3 separate regions of the Mus musculus genome follow, and regions 2 and 3 are each linked to region 1. The links are chromatin contacts, called in public Hi-C and promoter capture Hi-C maps. All regions are on one chromosome and are shown on one strand. Each heading gives the region's core, a stretch centred on a gene start, on an enhancer-like site or on the middle of the called end of the contact. The rest is flanking DNA. Distances are from core to core; before and after follow the strand shown.

Evidence for each region. Promoter capture Hi-C pulls out the DNA fragments that hold promoters and counts their contacts. A called contact is a pair of places that touch in the nucleus more often than the background predicts.
Region 2: a Hi-C map of Sertoli cells shows a contact between it and region 1, with 4 times the contacts expected there. The contact joins the enhancer-like site here to the promoter of Ap1s2 in region 1. A contact is called at or near these places in 4 of 39 promoter capture datasets (the 3T3-L1 cell line, the C10 cell line and pre-B cells), 5 of 484 Hi-C or Micro-C datasets (Sertoli cells, embryonic stem cells, gonadal supporting cells and 1 more), 2 of 115 datasets of contacts at active chromatin or transcription factors (both in embryonic stem cells) and 3 of 9 other capture datasets (embryonic stem cells, liver and pancreatic islet).
Region 3: a contact with region 1 is called in a promoter capture Hi-C map of hippocampal neurons, with 2.6 times the contacts expected there. The contact joins the enhancer-like site here to the promoter of Ap1s2 in region 1. A contact is called at or near these places in 5 of 39 promoter capture datasets (the 3T3-L1 cell line, the C10 cell line and hippocampal neurons), 1 of 484 Hi-C or Micro-C datasets (uterus), 5 of 115 datasets of contacts at active chromatin or transcription factors (the 230-238 cell line, embryonic stem cells and fibro-adipogenic progenitors) and 2 of 9 other capture datasets (liver and pancreatic islet).

Annotation. Positions count from the first base shown.
Region 1 is chrX:163,907,447-163,912,301 of GRCm38.p6, forward strand. Ap1s2 (adaptor-related protein complex 1, sigma 2 subunit) reads left to right here and starts at 1,571. Exons shown (of 6, transcript NM_001290379.1): 1 at 1,571-1,827; 2 at 3,883-4,061. The coding sequence starts at 3,883. It overlaps Gm52456 (predicted gene, 52456), which reads right to left and starts at 2,085. Exons shown (of 2, transcript NR_165469.1): 1 at 1,965-2,085; 2 at 664-1,852.
Region 2 is chrX:163,746,075-163,750,964 of GRCm38.p6, forward strand. No RefSeq gene overlaps it. Among named protein-coding and RNA genes, the nearest start is that of Rnf138rt1, 13 kb to the right of the region's middle. Within about 2 kb of position 2,132, at least 3 of the 459 cell types and tissues checked have an H3K27ac peak or open chromatin away from gene starts, as enhancers often do. A contact at or near this core is called in Sertoli cells, where this site is marked.
Region 3 is chrX:163,721,877-163,726,938 of GRCm38.p6, forward strand. No RefSeq gene overlaps it. Among named protein-coding and RNA genes, the nearest start is that of Rnf138rt1, 37 kb to the right of the region's middle. Within about 2 kb of position 1,460, at least 31 of the 459 cell types and tissues checked have an H3K27ac peak or open chromatin away from gene starts, as enhancers often do. A contact at or near this core is called in hippocampal neurons and pancreatic islet, where this site is marked.

The DNA of each region.
Region 1 (4,855 bases), core at 321-2,820:
TGTGAGAAAGTACATTGGCATTTTAGAGGCATGTTTCAACAATAAACAGAGAAATTTGGGCCGGGGACCTAAAGACCTACCAAAAGCCAATTCTGCTTTCTATTGACCACTTTAATACTCCAGTATATTTCACTCACACACGTTTGTAGGAAACTTTCCAAGCAGCATAGTATTGCTGAAAAGGGGAAAGTATTCTAGTTTTATTTTTGCTAAACAAAAGCATATACAAAATGACCTCAAATTCCTAACGTATAAGATCCTATTACATTGGCACTCTAAGACATAAAAATGAACATTGATGTCTAATAAGGGGGTTCTTTACATTAAGTAAACACAGCTTCGCTAAAAGTGTAGCATCTTTTTTTTCTTACATTAGTTAATTTACAATTCCTGTTTAGTAATCTCTGCAAAGAAAGGCATGCCCAATGAATACTCTGTTCTGGCTTTTGTTGTAGGGACAGAGGTGACAGTAGTAATGAGTAGCATTTGACAGGGGAAATCCATGGCTGTCCAAGCAAGGTCACCTAATCCTGTGGATCTCCATTCCCCTTATCTATAAAAGATGAGTTGAACTCGATGATCCATCCATTCCACCATTCAAATAAAACACAGACATCCATCATACGCCCAGACTAAGTCAACATTTCAGCTTTTTAACAAGTCTATCATCATTTTATAATTTTATTAGACAACTCACATTTATCAGTAGTGTTAAAACCAGGCAGAGAACTAGGTTGTTAAACGAATAAAATCCAAGGTGCGCTAAACAGAAGCATGTGGGTAAAAGAGGAATTCGTTGTTCCGGGGCTTTAGGGTGAGGCTTTATAGATGTGACATTAGAGGAAGGACATGCCAAGGCGAGCGAGTCATCAGCCAAGGCTAAACTGGAACCCGGGATGGGGAAGGTGCGGGCGAGACCGTGAGAAGGAAGCGGGATCTAAAAGGACTAAGCGCTGTCTGGATTTTTTTTTTTTTTTTTTTTTTTTTTTTTTTTTTTTTGCAGCAGAGAGCGGACTACAACTCCTCCAGTCCGCCGCACTGCTGGGGGAAGCAAGCCCTGAAGAGAGGCTCTAGCAAAGCTTGTGGCGAGAAATGTCTAGGTTAGCTGGGGCTGGAAAGGAGGGGCCTCCCTGCAAACGCGGGCACGAGCACCGCGACAGCGCTGACTTGTTTTCCCCTGAGTTGCAGCACTCCTGTCCTTGGCTCCCACCATCATCGCCGACTGTCACACCTCCCCGCCCAACCCTCTGGAGACCCACGGAGTCACTGGCGCTCGGAATCAGCCCCTTTGCGGTGCGGACCATCCTTTAGCCTGCACCACGGGGTCAGCTAAGGGCGCCGCGGAGCCCCATCACCCTGCCACGGAAGGAGCCAGGACAGCCGCGCGCGCCGCGTCCCGGCAGCACAGCCCGAAGTACGCAAGCGCGCTGGCCACAGCCTAGGCCGCTTCCGGGTCACGTGGCCAGACTTCCGGCCCTCGCCACGCCTACCCTGCGGTTATTTGACCAATCGGCTTCTCGTTCTTGCCGGCAACAGCGCTCACTCTAGAGGCGGTTGGCGCCCCCTCGGCAGCTTGGCGCGCGGTCTCCGGTCCGCCTCTCCGCTCGCCGCAGCCCGGGCTCCTCCTCCGTCCAGCCTCCAGGGCGGGATCTGTCGGCTCGCCCTACCCTCGCAGCCTAAGCCTGCCCTCCACCAGACGGGTCCCCTCCCCGCGGCACCACGGCTTCCCTTCCACAGCACGGCGACGGGGGCTTCCCCTCAGCAGCTGCCGGCGCCTCAGTCTCCGCGGCCAGCCCAGCTCCGCCGCGTCCGCGGCCCGCCGCCGCCGTAAGTGCTGAAGGAGTCCGCTGAGCTGGCAGGGATGGAAAGAGGGAGTGATGGCTGGGACGCGCCCCCCGCCGCCCCGTGAGCGCCCCGACGACCCCACCCCGAGTCCTCCCGGGGCGCCGCGCCCCGAAACTCACTTCTGCCGGCGGTAGCGCTCCGCTCTCCACTCGGCAGCGCGCCGGTGATGCAGGGGAACCGGTCCTAGGTTCCGCGGGGACCCCGCGGCACCTGTGGTTCGCTGATCGCCTCAAGTTTGACGGGGCGTTTTGGGGAGGGGCTGGGGTGACGGCGACCGAGGACTTGGCGCCCCTGGCGGGCCAGCGGATGCCATTGTCTCTGCTCCACTCCTTGCCGGTCACCTCGCCCAGCTTTGGGTACTGATGGAGTGTAGTCCCGGGAGGAGGGGAGGCGTCCGAGACTGCGGGACCCCAGGGATGCTGGACCAGAGCCCACTCCAAGGCTGAGCTCATTGTTGGGTTTTTTGTTTTGTTTTGTTTTGTTTTTGTTTTAATACCAATCTGGAGAAATTGTTGTCCCGGGATTTGCGGCAAAAATCAAAGCGAGGGAAAAGGAATACTTGTGCCGCGGGTTTCGTCCCATGTTAGCACATCATTTGTTTTGAGGAAAATGCTTGGTTTCTTCGTCCTCCAAAGTGGTAGGGCGGATACTGGACCCCGCTACAGATAGCCTAGAGCACACCCCAGTCATTAGCAAACCATCTCTCCTGGTCAAGATTTAAGAAAACCGATCGGTCCCTTCCCCAAGTTCTGATAACGGTTTGCGTTCAATGTCCAGTTCTTTCGATGCCGTTCTTTTCGATGCCGCTGTCTTCAGGACTTACAAGGGTGGCACTTTGCTCTCAATGAATTATATAGTGTTGTGTGGGGTAATAGCCAATTTTAACTTTATTAAAGTTAAATGGCTACGCCATAAATATCCGGATGTTTTCTTGATGCCTTTTTGGGATATTGCGAGGTGGATTTCCTGTCTAGAGCCAATTTGATTTTATATTAGTTACGTAAATTCCTCCTCCGGGTGTTCAAATTTAAGGTTGTGTGGTGAATATTAAGAATCGCCCTTGGGTGGATCTTACTTGCACTGTCACTGTTAAAGGAACTTAAAAAGGTTAAAACAAAACACCTATCCAAATTTTACCTTCAAATTAGCTTTACAATACAGCTCGCTTTTACCAGTTGAATTATAAAATACATGCCTTAGAAAATATAGACTGACCAACAGACATGCAAATACTAAGTAAATCAATGCAAATTAGCTTCGGTATAAAACATACTCAAATCCAGCATAACATTCAAATGTGGTTTTTGTTTTAAAAGAAGTATTCTGTGCACTGTCCCAAAAATTTGTTGTTTTAAATTAAATATCTTGTGTCTCGATATGAGTAACTTTGAATAAAGCTTTTTAAGCGTGTATTCTCTTTTACATACATTAACTCAGTTCTTGAGTGCTTGTTTGTGTTGGATTTTATGAAATGCAAACATAAAAATCGGGCTTTTGTCTTTAAAATGTGTTGTTTGTGAGATCTTTTTGATTAATATTGTGATTTTGCTTAAAATATGCTAGCATAAATTGAAGGGAATGCTTTAAATGACAAGCAGTTTTTCTGCAAGAAATTCAGCCTGGAACTAGAATAGCCTCAGGGTGAAAAATAGTAGGTCTCCTCTTCCTAGACATGTAAATCAACATCCTAAATCAACTACCTGATGTCTGCATTTGCCTTTAATGCACATAGAGTGGTGGAGTGTGGAACAGGTAGAAAATTGTTTCTTGAAATTATCAGAGTTTTTGTTCTTCAAAATTTTCACTCCAGCTTACCACCTGTTCTGATTTCCACACACTCTTCCACACTTACCTACATATAGTAAGATCTTTCCAATAGAATTTCCTGCTATTATAACCTGCGTAGAAATGTTGATGGCTTATTGATCATGTGTCAGGGTGTTTACTGTACCCCCAAAGCAGCTCTGAAACATCATGTGATCTTGACTGTTGATCCTAGGTAATTGTATGTAATTTTGATTTTATTTATTTTAACAGATGCAGTTTATGTTGCTTTTTAGTCGCCAGGGAAAGCTTCGACTGCAGAAATGGTATGTCCCACTGTCAGACAAAGAAAAGAAGAAGATCACAAGAGAACTTGTTCAAACCGTTTTAGCACGGAAACCCAAGATGTGCAGCTTCCTTGAGTGGAGAGATCTGAAGATTGTTTATAAAAGGTATTTTTGTTTTTTTTTATCAGAAAGGTAAAATACTGTCAAATATTAGGGTTATTTCTAATGAGGAAATTGCAGACTTTTATGTCAATAAACAAAGATTAATAAATATTAAATGAAATAAATTTAAAGGAAAACTTTCCATTTAAAAATAAGTAACTGCTATTTTGATTGCTTGCCTTAGGCTGAAGCAATAGCAGCAGGGAATCATTTTTAAATTAATTATATAAAAAAGACAGACAATTATTCCTGCTTAATCACCATTTTAGAAAAATTTAGTAAATTCATTACTGGGGTAAATAGGGTATTTTAAATTTTTAAGTACTTCGCTAAATTCTTGCATGCATAGATAACAGTGTAATAATTCCTTGTTATAACAAATCTATAAAATAATTACTGATATTTGGTATTTCTTTTCTGACTTTTAGAATTAATCTTATTCATAAAGATCCTGGACACATAGACCATCTCAGTATACAGATGTTTAAATACTTTGTGTATATATAGAATGTCTTTCCTAGTAGCATTTATTAATTTAAAATAGACTTTTTGCTGTGAAGGAGTTATGTTTAGATATGATAATTTTACCAAGGATAGATTTTTTTTAAAGTGATGTTTCAAAATAACTTGTAAAAAAATAGCTTTTTTACACAGTTTTTTCTTTAATGCTACATATCTTTATTTTGTTGGTAACCAAAAGTTTTCTAAGCAGTTTAAAAGAAATATAATTTCTTCTTTTATAGGATTTTTTTGAGGGAACATTTCCTTATTTCTTCCCCATTTCTGGTCCCCTTTGA
Region 2 (4,890 bases), core at 882-3,381, 160 kb before region 1:
GAGAAGGTCAAATGTACATTCTTTGTCAGCCTCACGGGAGTTCCTGGAAATCAAAGTCCATTACTGTTCACATACTTTTGATCACAATTCATGCTTTCAACACCATGTAGTGTTTGCAATGGGCTTACATTGGGCAATGCTACGGAATCAGCTAAAAAGAACCATGCAAGCACAGTTTATTAGAGTTCACAGTTCCGTGCAGAGTTCAAGTCACCAAGAAACCAAACACTATAGCGCTTTTATTTTTCTTCTGCCTGGCCTGGAACTCACTATGTTGACCAGGGTGACCTAATGGAGAGTCACCTGCTTCTGCCTTCCAGTACTAGAATCAAAGCCATGTGCTACCAGGCTGGGTAACAAGGCCACTTTAAGATGTGTGTTCTGATTAATGTTTGCCATGCTTGCAAGGGGTCTCTTTGTGCTACCCAGTCTCTGTGGAACTGCAAAGATGGCTGGGAATTGAAAGAACACACACAGAGAAAGGCAAGCCATCAGGAAGTCTTCACTTTCCCTTTCCCCCTTCTGTAGTTGTAGCCTCGCAATCTTGGACCATCATAGAAGCTATGCCTGGCAGGCCATCCTCCAAATCCTTTGTGACTTTAGCTCCATTCTACAGTGTGTAATTAAAGACGGAATATATTTTTCTCTCCTCTGTGGATACAAAACAGTAAGAAGCTCTGTCTCTGCAGAGACAAAGATATACACCATCCTTGCACTCAAAGGTTGGGCATGTACTTTTTGATATCAAAATACAATTTTCTTTTATGGAATCGCTTATTTTCTTTCATTGTTCATTTAAGAATGGGCTTCTCTTGGTTCCCCTAAAGAAGAAACTGGTCCTGGAAAACTCCAAAAGTAAATATTTGTGGCTTTGCATGGACTATATATAAATAAATGGACATGACTATGTTCCAAGGGAATTGAAGCGCATGATGTTAGCGTAAATAACACAGAACACAGATGCAGAAGACAAATCCGTGCTCTCCCTCATGTGCATGTGCAGAATCCAGATTGAAGAACCACCCTCTCTCGACAAGAAAGAGAACGTATTTTTAATTTTATATTTATTTTCTTTTATGTGTATTAATGTTTTGCCTGCATATATGTCTATGCACTATAAGTATGTCTGGTGTCTTCAAAGGTCAGAAAGGGTGCATTGGAGCTCCTGGAGTAGGAGTTACAGGCAATTTTGAGCCGCCATGTGGGTGCTGGGAACCAAACTCAGGTCTTCTGCAAGAATAGCCAGTGCTCTAACCCTTGAGCAATCTTTCCAGTCCACTCTGGGAATTATTAAAGAAAAGGAAAGGAACCAGGAGGAGGAGAAACAAGAGACAAGATTGTGAATTAATTTGATCAAAGTACATAATACACATGTATGTAAGCATAATGAAACCTATTTTGTATAATGAATATAAACACACACATATTAATATAAGATATGTATTATTTGGGGGGTAGAGAACACTTTTTGGCTTTTAGAACGGTTTGTCAAGCCTTGGTCTATCATAAGTGATGAAGTGCTCATTCAATAAGTGGATGTTTTTAAAGACTTTCGTTTATTCTTATTTATGTGTTTTTGTGTGTTTCTATGTGAGTGCATGCCACACATTCATAGGTACCAATGGGGACAAGAATAGTGGATTCGATCCCTTGGAGCTGGAGTTACAGGTGGATTAAGCTTCCTGATGTGGGTACTGGGAACTGAATTTGGTCTTTCAGAAGAACAGATAGTGTCTTGTGGGTTTTTTCCCAATTTATTTACATGTGTGGATAGTTTGCCTACATGTATGTCTGTGCACTACATGTGTACAGTGCCCTCAGAGGCTAGAAGATGGTTTCAGGTCCCTTGAAATGGAGTTTCAGACCTTTGTGAGCCACCACACTGGAATCAAACTCAGTTCCCCTGGAAGAGTGGCCAGTGCTCTTAACTGCTGAGCCCTCCATCTTTCTAGACCCATGTAAACATTTTGAAGGGCTGGAATTTGAAGACTGAATTATAAATAATTACCACGTGAGCTTTTATTCCCTCGGATGCTCATCTCGTCCCTTCTGCACAGGCTTAGAACAGGCCAAAGCAACTTTCTTGTCAGCCTCACATGGCCTCCTGGGAGTCAAGGTCTACACACAAAGGAGTAAGAGCACGTGACCCCGGATCTGTGAGAACCAGCTTAGACTGAGAAAAGCTGTAAAAATGTTGCAAGTGAATAGATAGGATTTGTGGGAAATTCAGAACTGAGATTTTAAAAAATGCAGGAATGAAAGTATGGTGTGTCCTTGCTTAACAATAGAGCTGTTTCATCAACTTCAAGGCACTGCTTGGGGGGGGGGAGAGAATGCTGCAAAATGTACCCCAAGTGCAGTGGTGTTGAAATGAGAAAAAAAATAAGTGCCAGAGAATGCTGGGAGATGGCAATACATTCCTTCATTTGTCCAGAAAATAAATCAAGGTGAAGAACTGTATATAGATTATCTATAAGTCCCAAGCACTTAAATACTTACTCACAGCCTAGGTATTTATTTGAGTGCAGCCCTCGAAGTCACATAATGGGCTCATTTGCTTTCCACTGTCCTGCCCTTGTGCACCATATTTAGCTTCCTGGATGGACCATTCTCCTCCCTAACGCCTTACACATACCATTATAATACCTGTCCTGCCCACCAGTCTCTTCCCCGTAATTTATTTCCCCACACAATCTTCAGATAGCATCCTTTTGTATTTGTCCCCTCCAAAAGAATTTTCTGACCACAGCGTCCCCATTACTACCGTTCAGAAAATCTAACCTGCATCAAATGTAAGACCCACAACTGCTTCACATATGCCTAAGAAAAGTATGCCGACAACTAAAGCTTGACCCTCTGTCAGTTATCGTATGCATCCCAAGCATGGCAGGGTGGCTCACATGAGTCACCCCAGCACTCCATAGACTGAAACAAGAGGACTTACCATTACTTCAAGGTCACCCTGAACTATATAATCAATCCCAGGTCTGCCAAAGCCCGATCTCAAAAGGTTGGGTACAATGGCTCACACTTCTAATCACTTCAATGAGACAGAAGGATCTCTGAGTTTGAGGCCAACCTAGTCTAACTGGTGTGTTCCAGGCCAGCCAAGGCTACATAGTGAAATCCTGCCTCAAGTACTCAAAGAAAGATCCCAATTTCATAGTGTCAAATGTGACTCACATTTGTTAGGGTTTGTATGCTTTGGAACTGATAAAAAAATCCATACTTTGATATACTTCAGTGATTTTCAGTAAAACGTGATATCTGTGCTGAAAGGTGATGTCACCTACAATGATGTTGGTGTCTCATTAGGTGGTATGAGACAGGAGAAACTTTAGACAAAAGGATATTACCAGTGAACCAGCAAGTCCTAACATCAGCAGGGTCAGCCTAAGGAATTGCTTAGTTAGGGACCTCCATTAAGGTAAAGCTGGGCCCTTGACTAGGCCCTAGGGAAGACTTTCAGAATAAGTCAGACAAGAGATAATGGTGTATAGTTCAGACTTAAGCATGGATGGAGATGGAGGTGAAACAGATTCTTGGGTGTCTTCACAGTGTAAATATAACATCAATGACTTTCTAAAGTGACATTGTTCAAAGGATTATAATTTAGAAGGATCAAAGATTATGCAAAAGTTAAGGACAAAACTATCAGATGGTGGGCCAATGAGATGGCTTAGGAGATGAGAGACCTGTTGCTCTTCCAGAGGACCCGAGTTCAGTTTCCAGCTCTCACAGCAGGCAGTTCACAACTGCCTATAATTCCCCAGCTACCCACCAAGGATACCTGTACACAGAAATAAAAACAAATCTCTTTTTAAAATGTGAGATGGTTCACTTAATCCCTGACCCTGTCTACAAGGTCTCAGTATATAGACCTAGAAGGCTTGAAATTTCTTACTTAAGCCAGGCTAGCCTACGAACTTAGAGAGACTCACCTACCTCTCCCTCCCAAGTGCAGGAACAAAGGACTGCTGAATGGCCCTCTTTTCCTTTATCTTAAAGAACTTTCTGTGCAGCGTACGCCTTTAATCCTGGTATTTGGGAGATATGATAGGCAAAAAGATCACACCCAAGTTTAAAGCCAACCTGATCTAAGCAGTGACTACCACGCAAGCAATGGCTCCGTCGTAGCAGCCTGCCTAAAAAAGCAGCAGCAACAAAAATATTTTTTTTCTTTTGTAAATGGAATTTGTAGGGTGGTTTTATGGGGTGCATTGTTTAGATTATATGGAGGAGAGAGGAGTTCCAATAAGTTTAAACTCAAGGCAACAAACATTGTAGCCTCAAGAAAGCACAGTTTACTTATTTCAGCCTTCGTGCTGGAGATGGCTTTGGGAAATGAGTATCACTCTGTAGACAACGTTGATTTTATCCACCATGTTGAAGTTTCTGACTTGCAGCCAGATTCTAGAGTAAGACATCTCCTTCCCATATCCCCTTAATATTCCCTGCTTCAGTGGGAAATCTTATCAGAGAACGTGAACTATGGTCAAATCTAGAGAGAGGAGAGGGAAGGAGGGAGCAGCGCAAAGCTAATGAGGGCACAGGAAGCCTGCAGCAGACATTGGAAAGACCTCCTTTTTGAGCCCCAAAGCTAAATTAAATCCCAAGTCAAGCAACCTGACCGATGCTGGCCAGCCCAGCGTTACAGTTCAGTGATATCTGAAGGCCACAGAAAAAGGAAGAGCAGCCTGCTATAGTAAGGGTAAAGGACGACATTGCTTCTTCCTGGGACCCGCTTCCCTCTCGATGTGTGTCACAGTTGGCAGCCATAGTTCATTCAGGCTCAATATCCACATATTGTGAGGACTCCCTCTCTTCTTCCCTCTCACTCCTCTCTTCAGCCCCAGCATTTGACACTCCAGCCCTATATTCTGGAGCGGG
Region 3 (5,062 bases), core at 210-2,709, 190 kb before region 1:
GAATTTAGAATATTGTAGCTAGAGATTTATTCATAGAAATTTGTTACATAAATGTAACAATGATAAGGAAAAAAGAGGCTATGGATTTGAGAGGAGGCATGGGAGGAGTTGAAGGAAAGAGGAGGATTAATGTAAATATAGTACACATATATGAAAATTTTAAAAACCAAAATTTTTAAAGAATTGGATGATTAGAATTCATACATTGTTGTTATTGTAAGATTGTTCACCATCGCCAGCAAAAGTCGGCTGGTTTTTTGTTAAACTAAATGTATAATGAGCCTACGATCCCGTAATTTCTCCTAGATACTACTCAAGAGAAATAATATACAGCTATTGAACAAACATACCCAAAAGTTAAAAATTGCTTTAATAGTTAAAACGAGAACATTCCAGGTGTCCATAAATAAGAAACTAGATAAGAAACATAAGTGAATAGGCATGTTAAAATATAAGTGATTGGCCAATTAGCATTCCACCATGGAGTGATGTGAGACTCACGAGCCCCCAACCCTAGCTGAGGAGATGCTGACAGCTGACAATGTGCTTGTCAAGAAGCAGCTGCATAACCAATAATTGTTAAATGTTGGCATGCTAAATGTAGCTTTTGAGGAAGGGATGGTTGACATTGTTTAAGGGTGTGGACCCTGATAGATCAACCATACTCCAGTAAATGGCCCTACACTCTGAAGTATATGGGCAACATTGATTGGGCTCCGTGAGTTTAAAAAAAGAAAGAAAGAAAGGACGTGAAGAGGAGTGCAGGAATGAGGAGGAATGAACCTTAAAGGAAATACATTGTATGCATGTATGACGTTCTCAAATAATTAATTTTATATATGTGTGTGTGTCTAAGAATCTAGGTGATATTTTCAATTTTGCTGTTTTAGCATTTTTTCATAATAAAGCAAATCATTAAATTAAAACTATATGTATAACAATGTTGATACCCCCCTCTGAGATACTTAAAAAAGATTTTGTTTTTCTTCCAATGAGTACAAAGCTTGTATATTGACCTGGAGCACAATATAAACCAGGCAGGTCTGCTTTAGGCACTCTGTAATTCATCGCAACGTTTAACAGTTATTTGTTAAGCAGCTGCTGCTTGACAAGCACATGAAAGAAAGAGAGAACGCAGAACAATGCATTCAAATCATTATCCTCTGTCACCCCTAGTAACCAGCTGGGAAGGGAAAGCTTTGAGAAAAGGACACACAATGAAAAAGCACCTTTATTCACAGATACATTTTATGTTATATTTTACCAATTAAAGCAGCTATTTTCAACATGGAAAAATTAATACTGTTAACCCAGAAATAATTGGCCGAATGTTAGAGTCGTTTTTAAATTGTTCTTTGAATGTATTTTCAGGCTGGGAAGCAGGTTGTAGGGAGGCTCAGACTTCAGGGAAGGAGAGAGCCTCACTAACATAACATGCGATTTTTCAAACCTTGGTATTATGCTGACAGATAGAGGGAACTCTGAATGTCACTTCCTCGCAAAAGCTATTAAGCACAGTGCTTGAACAGAGCTGGAGGACCTAGCAACAGAAGAGAGGGAGAAAGGTTTCCAAGGCGAAAGGGTTGCTTGTTGCAGAGCTAAAACTTTAAATTGCCACGCCTCCAGGTCTTGACCGGGAAAATGAACAGCCTTAGCCTAATAACGGCTTTGTTTTCCTGAGCGATGCTGGATTGATTAGATCCATATTTTTTTTTCAGCACACGACTTTCCGGTGTAATTCACATTGCCTTTTAGGGTGAAGCACAAACATTGAATATTTGGGGATATAAATAGATTCTGGTCTATGAATCTGCTGCTTCTCCCAGACACCAAGGCCAGGTTTTTCAGAATGGAAATCAGGACCAGACCCAGTGTTTTCCTTACTATGCTCTTGGGACACCACTGCATGTGCCTCTGAGGGATTTAGAGGTTAGCAAATGTACTTGGATCCTGAGACAGACACTGAGAACTTGCCAAGCAGGACATGTGAAGCCCTGCTCTGTGCTCATTCTCAAACTGCACTGGAGGCTTTGAAACACAAGTGCATTTCATGACTCACTCCCTGGGGGGGGGGGGGGCACCTGATTTCCTGTTTTGTCCAAATTAGCTATCAAATTTTTCATCATTTGAAAGCCTCACTAAAACAGCTTTCCTTTCAAGGGCCCAGAGGGGGAAGTCTCTCAAATTTTACCTCCATCGTTCTTTTTCATTTCTTCTATCTCAGGCACTAAGAGTTGCTTTTCAGGAGAAACAGTCACAAAAGGATTATTTTATGGGTAGAAATGAACTGAGGAAAGGTGGTAGACAGGGTTTTCTCCAGAGGTGAAGCAAGCTCATGAGAAATGGCCTTTGTGGGCTGGCTAAATTGGAATGTTGGGCACATTTGAATCTCATGGGAATGAAACCACCTGTTTGTCCACTGGTTCTGTGAAACACTGCTGCATGTAGAACAGAATGCCAGAAATCCCTCTGCTCTCTCCCAACAGACAAAGGGAATAATAATCAGAAGCACATTAAGATAGATGCTGGGAGATAGGCTCAGCAGCTAAGAGTCCTTGTTGCTGTTGCAAAGGACTGGGATTTGATTCCCAGCCGTCATGTCAGGCAGTTTCTAGCCACCTGTAACGCTAGTTCCAAGGAATTGGGCACACTTTTCTGGATTCCTTGGGTCCCTGTAAACGTGTTATAGACACACACACACACACACACACACACACACACACACACACACACACACAAGTGAAATAAATCGTCTTTGAAAGTTAATTTTAGATAGTTCTTATGCCTTCCAACACCTCAGCATTTACATCCACATGTACCTACTCACAAAGATCTCAAACAGAGATGCCTTCCCTATGGAATCTCCCCCCGCACCCCCCCACACACACACCGAGGCTTCACTATATTCTAGCATGTTTTCTGGAGACCACCAAAGACACAAAACCCCATGACACAAAAGCAAACATCAGACTCAGAACTTTAAAAAATGTCCATTTATTCCAATTCAGTTCATTAAATCCCTATCTGGTCTGAGAGCTCACAGTTCTTGCTCTTTATGTTTGAAGCCACACAGGACAATAGGCTCTAGGGCAAGATCACAGGGTAAATGTCTCGGGTCCTACTAATCTCCACCCTGTAACTGCCACCCGAAAGCTGATCCAGGCAACTGGCCCTTATTTCATGATCACATTTACTTCTCCAGACACCATGCTTGGGATTCCCTTAACAAAGAAAAAGTGTTTCTCCTTTCCAGTAGTGCCCTAAAGCACTTGTGTGCTAAATTCATGAGCTTTCCCTCAATCTTAATTCAGCTATTGAATCCATCTAAACCCAGTTTAGATACTTCCTAGTTCTTTCTTACTCCACTACTTTATCTCCCAAATCATTCCTAGTTTCTTTCCAATTTCTTATGTATGACCACATTTTTTTTTAATAGAACTTCAAATAGCCCTACTTAAGAATGTACTTTTGGCCTGGTGTGATGGTACAAGTCTGTAATCCCAGTCCTTGGGCAGAGAAGGCAGGAGAATGACAAAGTCTAAGACCAGCCTCAGCTACGTAACTGAAACCCTCTTAACATACAACAATAATAATTATAATAATCAGAGAGGAAGAGCACAAGAGATTGGGAGATGGGACACTGAAGGGTTTGTTGAGAGGGTGGATATGATTACAAAATATATCATACTTAAGAAAAATTCTTTTTAAAAAGTCAATCTGGAAGGAAGGAAAGAAGGAAGGAAGGAAGGAAGGGAGGGAGGGAGGGAGGGAGGGAGGGAGGAAGGAAAGGAGGGAAGGAGAAAGAGAGAGAGAGTGAGAGAGATAGAAAGAAAAGAAAGAAAGAAAAGTGAAAAAAGAGAAATTACTCCAGGGCCCTATGGAGGTTGGATTTTGTTTCTTCTTTTGTTTTGCTTACCTAGCCACTGACTAATGAAAAATGCCAACAAATTCTTCCCTCATCATTGGGTGAACATTCAAGCAGTAATATTTGGGCAATAATACTTCCATCTCATAAATTCTGCTTTCTTGTAAATTCCTTCTGGTTTCAAGTAACCAAAACCCAGTCCAAGCTTACGTAACTGCAAGAAGGGACATGCATTTAGTTTTTTACATATTTTATTGAAAAATTTATGAACTAACTAGCAAGATCCAGGGTGAGTGAGTATCCCACTGCAGAAGTACATCTCTAGACCTTCTGTTAGTTTTATTCTCTCACAGCTTCCCCTACTAGACTCAAGGAAAGCGATGGAGATGCGCAAACGGTGCTTGCTCATGGTCCTCAGGACGTGAGTCAGGGGATGAACTTCTGTATCTTTCTCACTGAGTGCCACCAGAGTAGCCAAGCTTTGGGTCAGGCTGTGGGAAACACAAACTAAGAAGAACGAAGATTCAAAGGTAAAGCTCTGATTTCCTCTGGTACTCCTTTCATCTCAGCAGCCTATCTGGTAGACAGTACAAGAAGAGTCTGCTGGAAGAGTCTTCTGTCCCTCAAAGTAGCAGGCTCCAATCCATGTATTCATGATGAGCCTTCATGGTTCTGAGATATAGAGACGTTTGACCCAACCAGCTGTACCTTCTGAAAACAAGGATTTGCTCTCTAACCCATGTGAGTGAGTAGTCCTAAAGGTCTCAGAGTAATCAAATGGCCTATTTGTACTTAATCTTTCAGGAACTCTGGTCATTTCATAAGCCCATTTATTTATTTATTTATTTATTTAGTTATAATTTTTTTAAATTTATTTTTTAATTAGGTATTTTCTTCATTTACACTTCAAATGCTATCCCAAAAGTCCCCCAGACCCTCCCACACACACACTCCCCTACCCACCCACTCCCACTTCTTGGCCCTGGCGTTCCCCTGTACTGAGGCAAATAAAGTTTGCAAGACCAAGGGGCCTCTCTTTCCAGTGATGGCCGACTAGGTCATCGTTTGATACATATGCAGCTAAAGACACGAGCTCCGGGGGGGTACTGGTTAGTTCATATTGTTGTTCCACCTATAGGGTTGCAGATCCCTTTAGCTCCTTGGGTACTTTCTTTAGCTCCTCCATTGGGGGCCCTG